2 separate regions of the Arachis hypogaea genome follow, and region 1 is linked to region 2. Evidence: chromatin contacts called from public Hi-C data. All regions are on one chromosome and are shown on one strand. The core of a region is the stretch at or near the end of the contact, and the rest is flanking DNA. Distances in the headings are between cores, read along the strand shown. Region 1 has its middle 9.3 kb from the start of LOC112758725. Region 2 holds the start of LOC112754075 (protein CUP-SHAPED COTYLEDON 3).

Region 1 (4,967 bases), core at 1,073-3,572, 190 kb before region 2:
AGGCATACAGGGTGATTGCAACAATCCAAGAAAACTCTGTTACAGCACTTCTTAACTTATCAATCAATGACAACAACAGAGACAGGTGGTTGAGGATAACCAGATCAGGATAGGGAGGGCTGGGGCTATTAAACCTCTGGTTGAGTTATTAAGTAATGGAACTCCAAGGGGTAAGAAAGATGCTTCCACTGCTTTATTTCACGAAAACAAGGATCGAATTGATGGACCCTGCAGCTGGAATGGTCGATAAGGCTGTGGCTGTTCTAGCAAATCTGGCCACAATACTGGTGGAAGAACTGCGATTGGGCAGCAAGGTGGCATTCCTCTTCTGGTTGAGGTTGTTGAGTTGGGTTCTACTAGAGGAAAGGAGAATGCAGCAGCAGCTCTTCTACATTTAAACATGGTACTCCAAGAAGGAGCTGTTCCACCATTAGTAGCTTTATCACCATCAGGCACCGCAAGGGCTAAAGAGAAGTTTTCTCTTTATCTTCTTTGTTTTGTTACAAAATGTGGTGACTGAGATTTGGTTCTGTTTAGGCCCTGTCTCTTCTGAATCATTTTAGAGATCCAAGGCATGGTGGTGCTGTGAGGGGCTGATTCTTTGTTACCAACTTCTTCTACCATCCAAAAGGTTTTGAATGGACTCTTAAAGAATGTTGCTAATTTATATATTTTCAATTTCTTGTAAAGAGAATAAACATGGATTATATGTATCCTCTTGTAAACAAACCTTACAAATTATACATGTAAATCTTCCTTGTTACAAAAACATGATCTCTAGCTTTTGTTGCTGACTTGTACAAGTTGTTCAATGACATTCAGTTATGTATTAACTTCCAATTCAGTTAGCCAGGGATCTGATCGATCCGGACCTTCTCGTCATCCTTCGATTTCAAAGGGGCAAGGAAGCGCTCTTCAAGTTCTGAAAAAATTGTTGCCTTGATAACAGCAATAGAAACTAGAAAGCACTTTATACTTGGAAATAATTGAAAGTACTGGCAGGGAGCCAATACATGTAGTATTAAGATATTTCTTGATTCCCTATTGTTTGTATTCATTTTTCAATATTTGTATCAGTAGAGGTGAAGCTTCACACTAAGTAGCTAAATAATCGTTATGTTATTTTTCTACAATTTCTAAACCCCAAACTCAAATCCTAAACCCCAAACTCTAACCCTAAACCCCAACCCTCAACTCTCAACCCTAACCCCCCAAATTCATAAACCCCAAATCCGAAACACCAAATCCTAAACCCCCAACCCTAAATCCTAAATCCCAAACTATAAGCCCTAAACCCCCAACCTCCAAATCGAAATCCTAAACCCCAAACCATAAACCATAAACTCTAAACCCTAAACTCCAAATCCCAAATCCTAAACTCCAAACATTAAATCCTAAACTCTAAACCACAAGTCCAACCCCCAAACCCTAAACCCTAAACTACAAACCCTAAATCCTAAATCCTAAACCCCAAACCCTAAACCTTAACCATAAACCCTAAACCCCCAACCTTAAATCCTAAACCCTAAATTCCAAACCCTAAACTCCCAACCTTAAACCCCAAACCATAAGCCCTAAATCCCAAATTCTAAATCACAAATTCAACCCCCAACCCCCAAATCCTAAACCCTAAATCCCCAACTCCAAACTCTAAACTACAAATTCCAAACCCTAAACCACCAACCCTAATCCCTAAACCCTATATCCCCAACCCTAAACCCTAACGGACAAACACTCGACGGTTAGTTAAAGTATTTAATTTGGCGATTATTAGTCATAAGACTATTGACTATTAAAGGTTTATCATATAATGAATATACAACAAGTTTACTAACAACTACACTTCATGTTGTTTTCTATAAATTTTCTTTTTGAAAAATGATATTAATTATTGTTTCAGAGCCAATAGGCAGTAGCATGGCACATTAACGAATTCCACCATTTCTATTATTTAATTCCTTGTTATTCCTACACTTTCATTATTTCATATTGTTTTTATTCAAAATGTTAATGGGCATTTAAGGGTCATTGCACTTTCATATCGTTCACTACATTCATTCCCTTACCGTCGGATATGCCCTGCACCGCTGATCGATGACATGGCCAGTTGGAATCCATTCATTTCATTACCAAAATTAAATCATAAATTTCATTGTCACGGTTGAAATTAAAGTAGCAAAAGAAAAAACCCAAGATAATTAAGTGCTCATGTATTTTGGACCTCAAATTTTCATCCTTTTGTAATTAACAGAATATTTAACAAATTAAAGCACACAAGACGAATATTCCTCTAATCACACATGACGCGACTGAAATAACGACCCTTTTTTCTCAGCCTCACTAGAATAATGATAATAATAAAAGATAACAAAGACAACAGATGTGGTAGATTATGTTGTTAAATTATTTTATTATTCTAGAAAGTAGTGTGATAGTTGACTTATGTTGAAAATGATATAGGAGTTACTTCGATTTATATTTTGTTTTGACAATTATATGCTCCATTTTCTGTGTTGAGTTTGTTCTTTCTTAAAAAAAAAAAAAGTAAAACCTGTTTAAGCTATATATATGAACACATCAGCCCCTTAATTTCATTGTTTAAATTTGCGTACAACATATAATTACGGATCAAGCGGCAAATTTTTTGCTTGAAAATATACTTTAAAAAAATAAAGATTCGTCACCAAAAGTAGTCAGAATTCTAGCTATTTCAAACACTCAAAGCCGCGTGTCCTTCTTAGCTAAGATTGTAAAAATATAATAATAACAGTGTGTTATTATATTTTGATTTAGAGGGGAATAGATTCGACTAAATTCAATGGATTGGCTCACCTTTGCATCATTATGATACTATATAATTATACCAATGAATTAATGATTTTGTTTTAAATACTGACAAGCCTATGATCTATATATTGTAAGTTTCAGTTACTATATTATATTAAAAAAATATAGAGAAATAACTTTTCTACACGTCAACATAACCCAACTCTATTATAATTTAAATTTTATAAATAAATAAAATTTTAAAAATTAAAATTCAAAATTCAAAAAAAATTATTTCTACATTTATTCTAATCACATTTATAATCCACAGTAAAAATAATTCATACAAAATCTAATCCCTTTCTATTCATTTGAAAACAGTCAAATCTCTTCCTCCACAAATCCGCCGTCTCCACGTATTTTCGACGCTGCCGCTCATTGACCACCATCGCATCTTTCGTCGTGCTGTGCGACCTTTTCCACGCATCTCGTCACCGTCCTTTTTTCGTCGACGTCGTCGCCCACTGTCCCGACGCATCTGCACCGCTGCGGCCCCCATCCGTTGCGACGCAGCCACCTCCGGTCCCCCATTCGCGATGCGCGATCAACTATTCCGATCCATGGCGACTCCTCCACTCGCGATGCGTGGCCTTCGTGGCTTCCTCCTCGCAACGTGCCACCACGAGTCTCCCACCGTACATGCAACACCGTCTAAGATGTCGTCGCCGGTCACCCTACGACTCTTCTTCTTCTCCTCTCCTATTTGGTTTTAAATGATCATTTTAACTAGTTTTTTTTCCTATGTTTTGTATATATATTTTTTTAGGATTTGGATGATTTTGGTGGTTTTTTTGGAGTTTGGACATTTTTTTTAAAAGAGAAATTAGAATTTACGTAATAAATAGTAAAAGATGAATTAGAATAAAAAAATAATTAATAATCATTAATATTGTATTTTTTTAAAATAAAATTTAAATAATTAATAATTAATGACAATTAATTAACATAAAATATAATTTAAATATATTTATTAGCTTATTGTTGGTTATACCTCTTAGTTTTCTAGTGAAATTGTATTATGTTATGTTACCACTAAGATTGTAATGTTTTAAAATAGTTTTTTCTGTTACTATTTCTAATAATGTAGTGTAGTCGTGTGTCATATGGTTCGCACAACCTTTTTCTTTAATTAGTTCTATTGCTTAAAATTATTATAGGTTAGTTCTGTTGCGTACTATAATATAAATGATATAAATAACGATTCATAATATGTTTGCATACATAATACATGTAATTAGGGATGGCAAAAATTTTCAGCGGAGCGGGTATCCGCGGAGATTTATCCGTTACGGAGCAGATTTGGGGACGATTTTATACCCGCGAGGACGGGGGCGGGAATAGAGGTCCCCATCCCGTGGAGACCTGTTTAAATCCCGTTTATGTAAAAAGACTAGAATACCCTTTATATATATATATATATATATATATATATATATATATATATATATATATATATATATATATATATGTCATATGAAGGAAGGTGAAAACTCTAGCCGTCACACTTGCAAAGTTGCAATTCACAATCTTCAACCTAGTCTCTGTCTCTCCGAACTCTTCACCAATCACCACCCTCAAACCTCAGTCTCTCGTCCTCTCTGAACCACGCACAGTCGCACCATCACCACCACCGACCGCCACCAACTGCCACCTCTCGCCCTCTCAGTCCTTCACCGCTACGGCGCTACCTCCCACCCCTCAGTCCGTCACCGTCACCGTCATCTTCACCGTCTTTGCGTCTTCGCCGGTCGTCACCTCTTCTCTAGTCGTCGCGCCTTTGCTTGTCGTCACCTCTTTGCCGTCGGGTAACTGGGTAAGGTATAGAACACTGCTCACACATGCTTTACTGCTGCTTCTCCTCTTCACTTCTCACGGTGAAACCATCAGTCTCGTCTCATCTCCTCTCCTCGAACATCGCCGACCGCCGATCGCTGACTGCCGCGTCTCCTCTCCTCTCCTCTCCGCCTACTGGATTTCTGATTTAGGGTAATTAGGTTTAGAGTTCTGAATTTTCTGATTATGATTTCTATTTAGGGTTGATTTGATTCTGAATTTTTTATTTAGGATTATTAGGTTATTAGTTCTGAATTTTCTGATTTTGATTTCTATTTAGGGTTATTTGATTATGGATTTTTAAATTT
Region 2 (4,569 bases), core at 446-2,945:
CAATAATATGTAGCTGCGTGTGGGGTTCTATACGGATGCCTCTTAAGCTGTCAACAATCTTAATCTGTGATGATCCGCCATTAAAAACAGACAAACAATAAACAAAAACAAATAAATAAATAATGTACGTGTAGTAGTTACCGTTATATATATATAAGGTGTGAAAAAACAAAGGAAATTCAACTTTTAACACAAACTATAAAAGGGGCATTTTGGAGGGATTCTAAACCGTAATTATGTATCTTGATGATTTCTGCCCTTAGCTTGTTATAATCAAAATTTAATTTCTTCTAACTTTGATTTTTCTTAGAGATTATTTTTATTGTTATAGATATAATTAGTTATATTTTTTTCTATTCATCATTTAAATTTTTAAGACAAGGAAGTTTTATGATAAAATATCTCTAATAATAACAACAATAAAAAATTGTATAGTGGCTAGTGGTTGGTGTATATTATATATAACTATAGATCACACAGCATAAACTTGTTTTCTCCTCTATATTCGGATTATTATTTAATTTCTTTAAAAATAATTGTGTGTGTGATTATATATTATAAGGCGTATATATCCGCCTTATGTATGTATATATGTATGTATACAGTATTTTTAGAATAATACAGGGATCTCTAGCTAGCTGGCAGATATATATTCAAGAGTAGGTTCAAACATAGAATGAATAATGATCATATTTTATTTTTTCTTTAATTTAGGTATAACGTCGTCCCTTTAATTTTTAATTTTACAACATATATAAACATGGTAATTATATTATTATTTAATTATAACAAAGTTGACAAAGCAATACATTCTTATTAAGCAACCAAAATATATATATAGAGATGATTAATTATAAAGATAATTCAGTTAATTATTATATGTATATATATACACACTAACATACATACGTGTATAAATGTCTCATTTACCTTTCTTGTGCATGATTCGCTATCTTCATGATTTTGACTCTTTAGCACTCATAAATATATAATTAGTAATTAAATGTTCCCTCAAGAAATGTTAAGAAAATCTAACTTTACACATGAAAAGACATACTTGATCTTTCTTGCGTAGAATAATTAATCAGCCCTCATCTCTCTGATTATATATTATGATGATTCATGCACAACATTATGAAATATGTGAAAAGAGGGTGAAAACAAGGGAGAGGATAAAAAAGGTCACGTATTTACAGAAATAGCAACCTTGAAACTTCCAAACACTGTGTTGGTGTATGTCATGTACCACTATTTCTCTTGTCACCTTTGTCTGCTGAGATTGGAAACTTGAAAATATCATGTCATTCACGACCTAGTTGACACATGATGCTGATTCCACACAACACCTAATTATTGTTATATTATTTTAGGATTTTTGGATTAGGATTTCTTTAATAAAACTAACCCTTAGTCGTTAAAGATTTGGAAATTTAATCATATAAATTAATTTAATATTTATTAATTAATGATTAGATTAGTTCTTTCATAATATCACTTTTTCCAAAATTTTAAATTGATAAAAGATACATATATTCTTCTATTATGGTATCAGAGCTTCTATGATTGAAAAATCTAAAATTCAATAATTGTTGAATAAAAAAAAATTAATCCATTATAAAAGAGGCTTTTTTTTTTGTTTGCGTGAATTTCTTGCATAATTTGTCTTTTTTTTTCCTTATCCTTATACTGAATGTTTTCTTTCAACATTAAGTTATAATAAAAACTCTAAAATTATATCATGATATATTATTTCTCTTAAAAGTTTAAATTGATAGAAGAAGATATATGTATAACAATTTTGAGAAAGCTATTAAACAAGTATCGAAAATGAAGAGATAATTTGGGTATAGAGAAGAATGGAGTAATGAAATATATGGATGGATGTGGTATGCAGAGGTGGCAAAGCTAAACGCAAATGAATGGTACTTCTTCAGCTTCAGAGACCGGAAATATGCGACGGGGTTCAGAACGAACAGAGCGACGACAAGTGGTTATTGGAAAGCAACGGGGAAGGATCGAACGGTGCAGGATCCACTGACACAAGAGGTTGTAGGGATGCGCAAGACTCTGGTGTTCTACCGGAACAGAGCTCCCAATGGCATCAAAACTGGCTGGATCATGCATGAGTTTCGCTTGGAGACCCCACACATGCCCCCTAAGGTACTTTTCTTTTTCTCTCTTTTCAAACTTCCACTTTCATCATCATTATATTTCTTTTTCTTCTTAATTACTTGCATCCCGTGACAAAACTTCATCATCATTATTAACTCTAGTGCAAATTTTTAAGTTCATACACACCATCACAAAACCATTATGTTGTTGACTCATCCATATATATATTCTTAATCAAAATGGTTTTGCTTAGTATTCATCGGTTTGTAACTAACTGTTTAAATGTTAGGCATGAATGGTTTAATTTAGGGTATGTTTGGCAAAATAACAAAATTTTATGAATTTGGATCCTCTAAATTTTGAATTTCACTTAGAAGATACAGTATAAATATAATCTCTCATTTTTGAATAGTTTCTCTCTCATATTTTTTCTTAGTCCCACCTATAAAATAAATGATGAGAAATCACACTTTATATATCCTCTAAAGTGAAAATTTAAAATTTAGAGGATCCAAATTCGAATTTCATTGTTTCATTTTTTTTTCACAAAATATTAAAAATAAAACAAAAACAAAACAAAACCAAATACGCCTTTAAGTTTTTTTTTCTTTTTAAATGAAAAGACTAGTTTAATTTTATTAGGAAAAGTTGTGAAGGGTAAATAAAAAAGTGAGTAGAGCAAGGGAAAAGGTTTCATATATTATATATAGGGTTTGTTTATTTGGCGTGTATGTGTATGTGTGTATTATATTTTTGGTGTGAGGTTAAAGGGTCTTTAAGCAAGCGTGTGTTTGGGTTTCACATTTTACAATATATATTATTTTGTTCCCCTAAAATTCTATTTGTTTGATTACACAGGAAGATTGGGTGTTGTGTAGAGTGTTCCACAAAAGCAAAGAAGAAAACAGTGCCAAACTTATCATGTATGATTCCATTTCCACACATCATCAATCATCAAACCCTATGGCATTGGTATCAACCCATCATTTGAACCCCATCAACAACCATAATAACACTTATCATGCCATGAATAATTTCCTTCATCACTTCTCATCATCAAGGGATGATAGTCAAACAAATAACGCCAATAATAATAATAGCAGTGTTACTCAAATTAGTCCCAAGGGTTATGATGGATATGGCTTCATATGGGATCACATGGATCTTGAAGATGGTGGTGTGCCCTCATCAGACTTCCAGGTCGACAATAATAATAATCGTAACAACAACAATAATAATAATATTGCATTGCTATAAGAAGCTAAGATACTAATTAGGTGTATTATTGTATTATTTGTAAATATGCATATTATTCTATTTATGTATGTATATGGAAAGTGTGAAGAATTCGTTGTTGTATGTATCGATTATGGTGTGTGTGTGGCTTCGAGTGGCCAAGTCACGTGATAGATTGGGTTAGCTGTTCCAAGGTTGGAGTTGTGATATGTAATATATTATTCATATATATGCTCATTGTGTAATTAGTAGTGTATGTAAGTGTACGTATTGGATTAATTAGGCTCTTTATAATTTTCTTATTTTGGTGTAGCATGCAGATGCCATATATCATATCCTTCTTCTCCTTAAAATTAACCCTTTCTTTATTTTTCTGATAATGTATGTATCCCAGTTAAAAATTATTGACTGTTACACTTATTATATGTATAGTCAGATTCTATCTAACAGTTTAAAGTTTTTTTGTATAAATAATTTTATAATATAATAGCAAAATTTTATAACAAAAATTTAAAATTTAATATTTAATATTATTCCAAAAAAAAAATATAATTGTTTCAGTATGAATTTAAAAATAAAAAGAAAAATGAATTATGTAAAATATTTATAGTTCAAATATTATAAATCTCACATCTCTCATGGATAAAGTATTTAGATAGTTTATAACATTCATCGTAAAAAAAAAAAAAAATGCTAAATGGCCAAATGACACAGTTCCTGGAATTTAAGTATGCTGGATTTTGTGAAACCGAAGTTACATTAGGAAATTTGTGGCGGTGTCTAGCCCTCCGCTATTTGCAGTAGTTTTTTAGACATTGAAGCGGTTTTCTAACTGAAATGATTCGCAGTGGTTTTTATTGAAGTTGTGAGGGTTTTAAATTCTTGCAAATTATATATCTCAAAAATAAATTATTTTTTTAATGGTCAACTCACTTATTTGTTCAAGTAAGTATTAGAATTTAAATTCTGCTTGTTTACGCAGCAATTTATTGATCAATAACGATAAATATGAAAAATCCTTAAATTTAATATAAAGTGCAAAAGAGATCTTTGCGTAAAAAAATGTACCTATATCAACAAAAAAAACTTGCTAAATGATACACAAATTAAGTAACTGGTTTTACTTTAAAAGCTTAGATAAGATCTTAGGTTCCATAAAAGTTGAGTCTTAAAGTTTGATTGGTGTGATTTTTTTTAATGAAAAATATTTTTTTTAATTTT

Evidence for each region. Hi-C and Micro-C count contacts between places; a contact is called where the count stands out from the background.
Region 1: a contact with region 2 is called in a Hi-C map of leaf, with 4 times the contacts expected there. The contact joins the enhancer-like site here to the promoter of LOC112754075 in region 2. A contact is called at or near these places in 3 of 8 Hi-C or Micro-C datasets (leaf and an unstated tissue).

The regions. Positions count from the first base shown.
Region 1 is chr16:27,320,921-27,325,887 of arahy.Tifrunner.gnm2.J5K5, reverse strand. It overlaps the pseudogene LOC112758726. Among protein-coding and RNA genes, the nearest start is that of LOC112758725, 9.3 kb to the left of the region's middle. Within about 2 kb of position 2,322, at least 2 of the 3 cell types and tissues checked have open chromatin away from gene starts, as enhancers often do.
Region 2 is chr16:27,132,022-27,136,590 of arahy.Tifrunner.gnm2.J5K5, reverse strand. It overlaps LOC112754075 (protein CUP-SHAPED COTYLEDON 3), which reads left to right and starts at 1,695. Exons shown (of 2, transcript XM_025801669.3): 1 at 1,695-2,160; 2 at 2,971-3,795. The coding sequence starts at 1,882. The coding sequence ends at 3,369.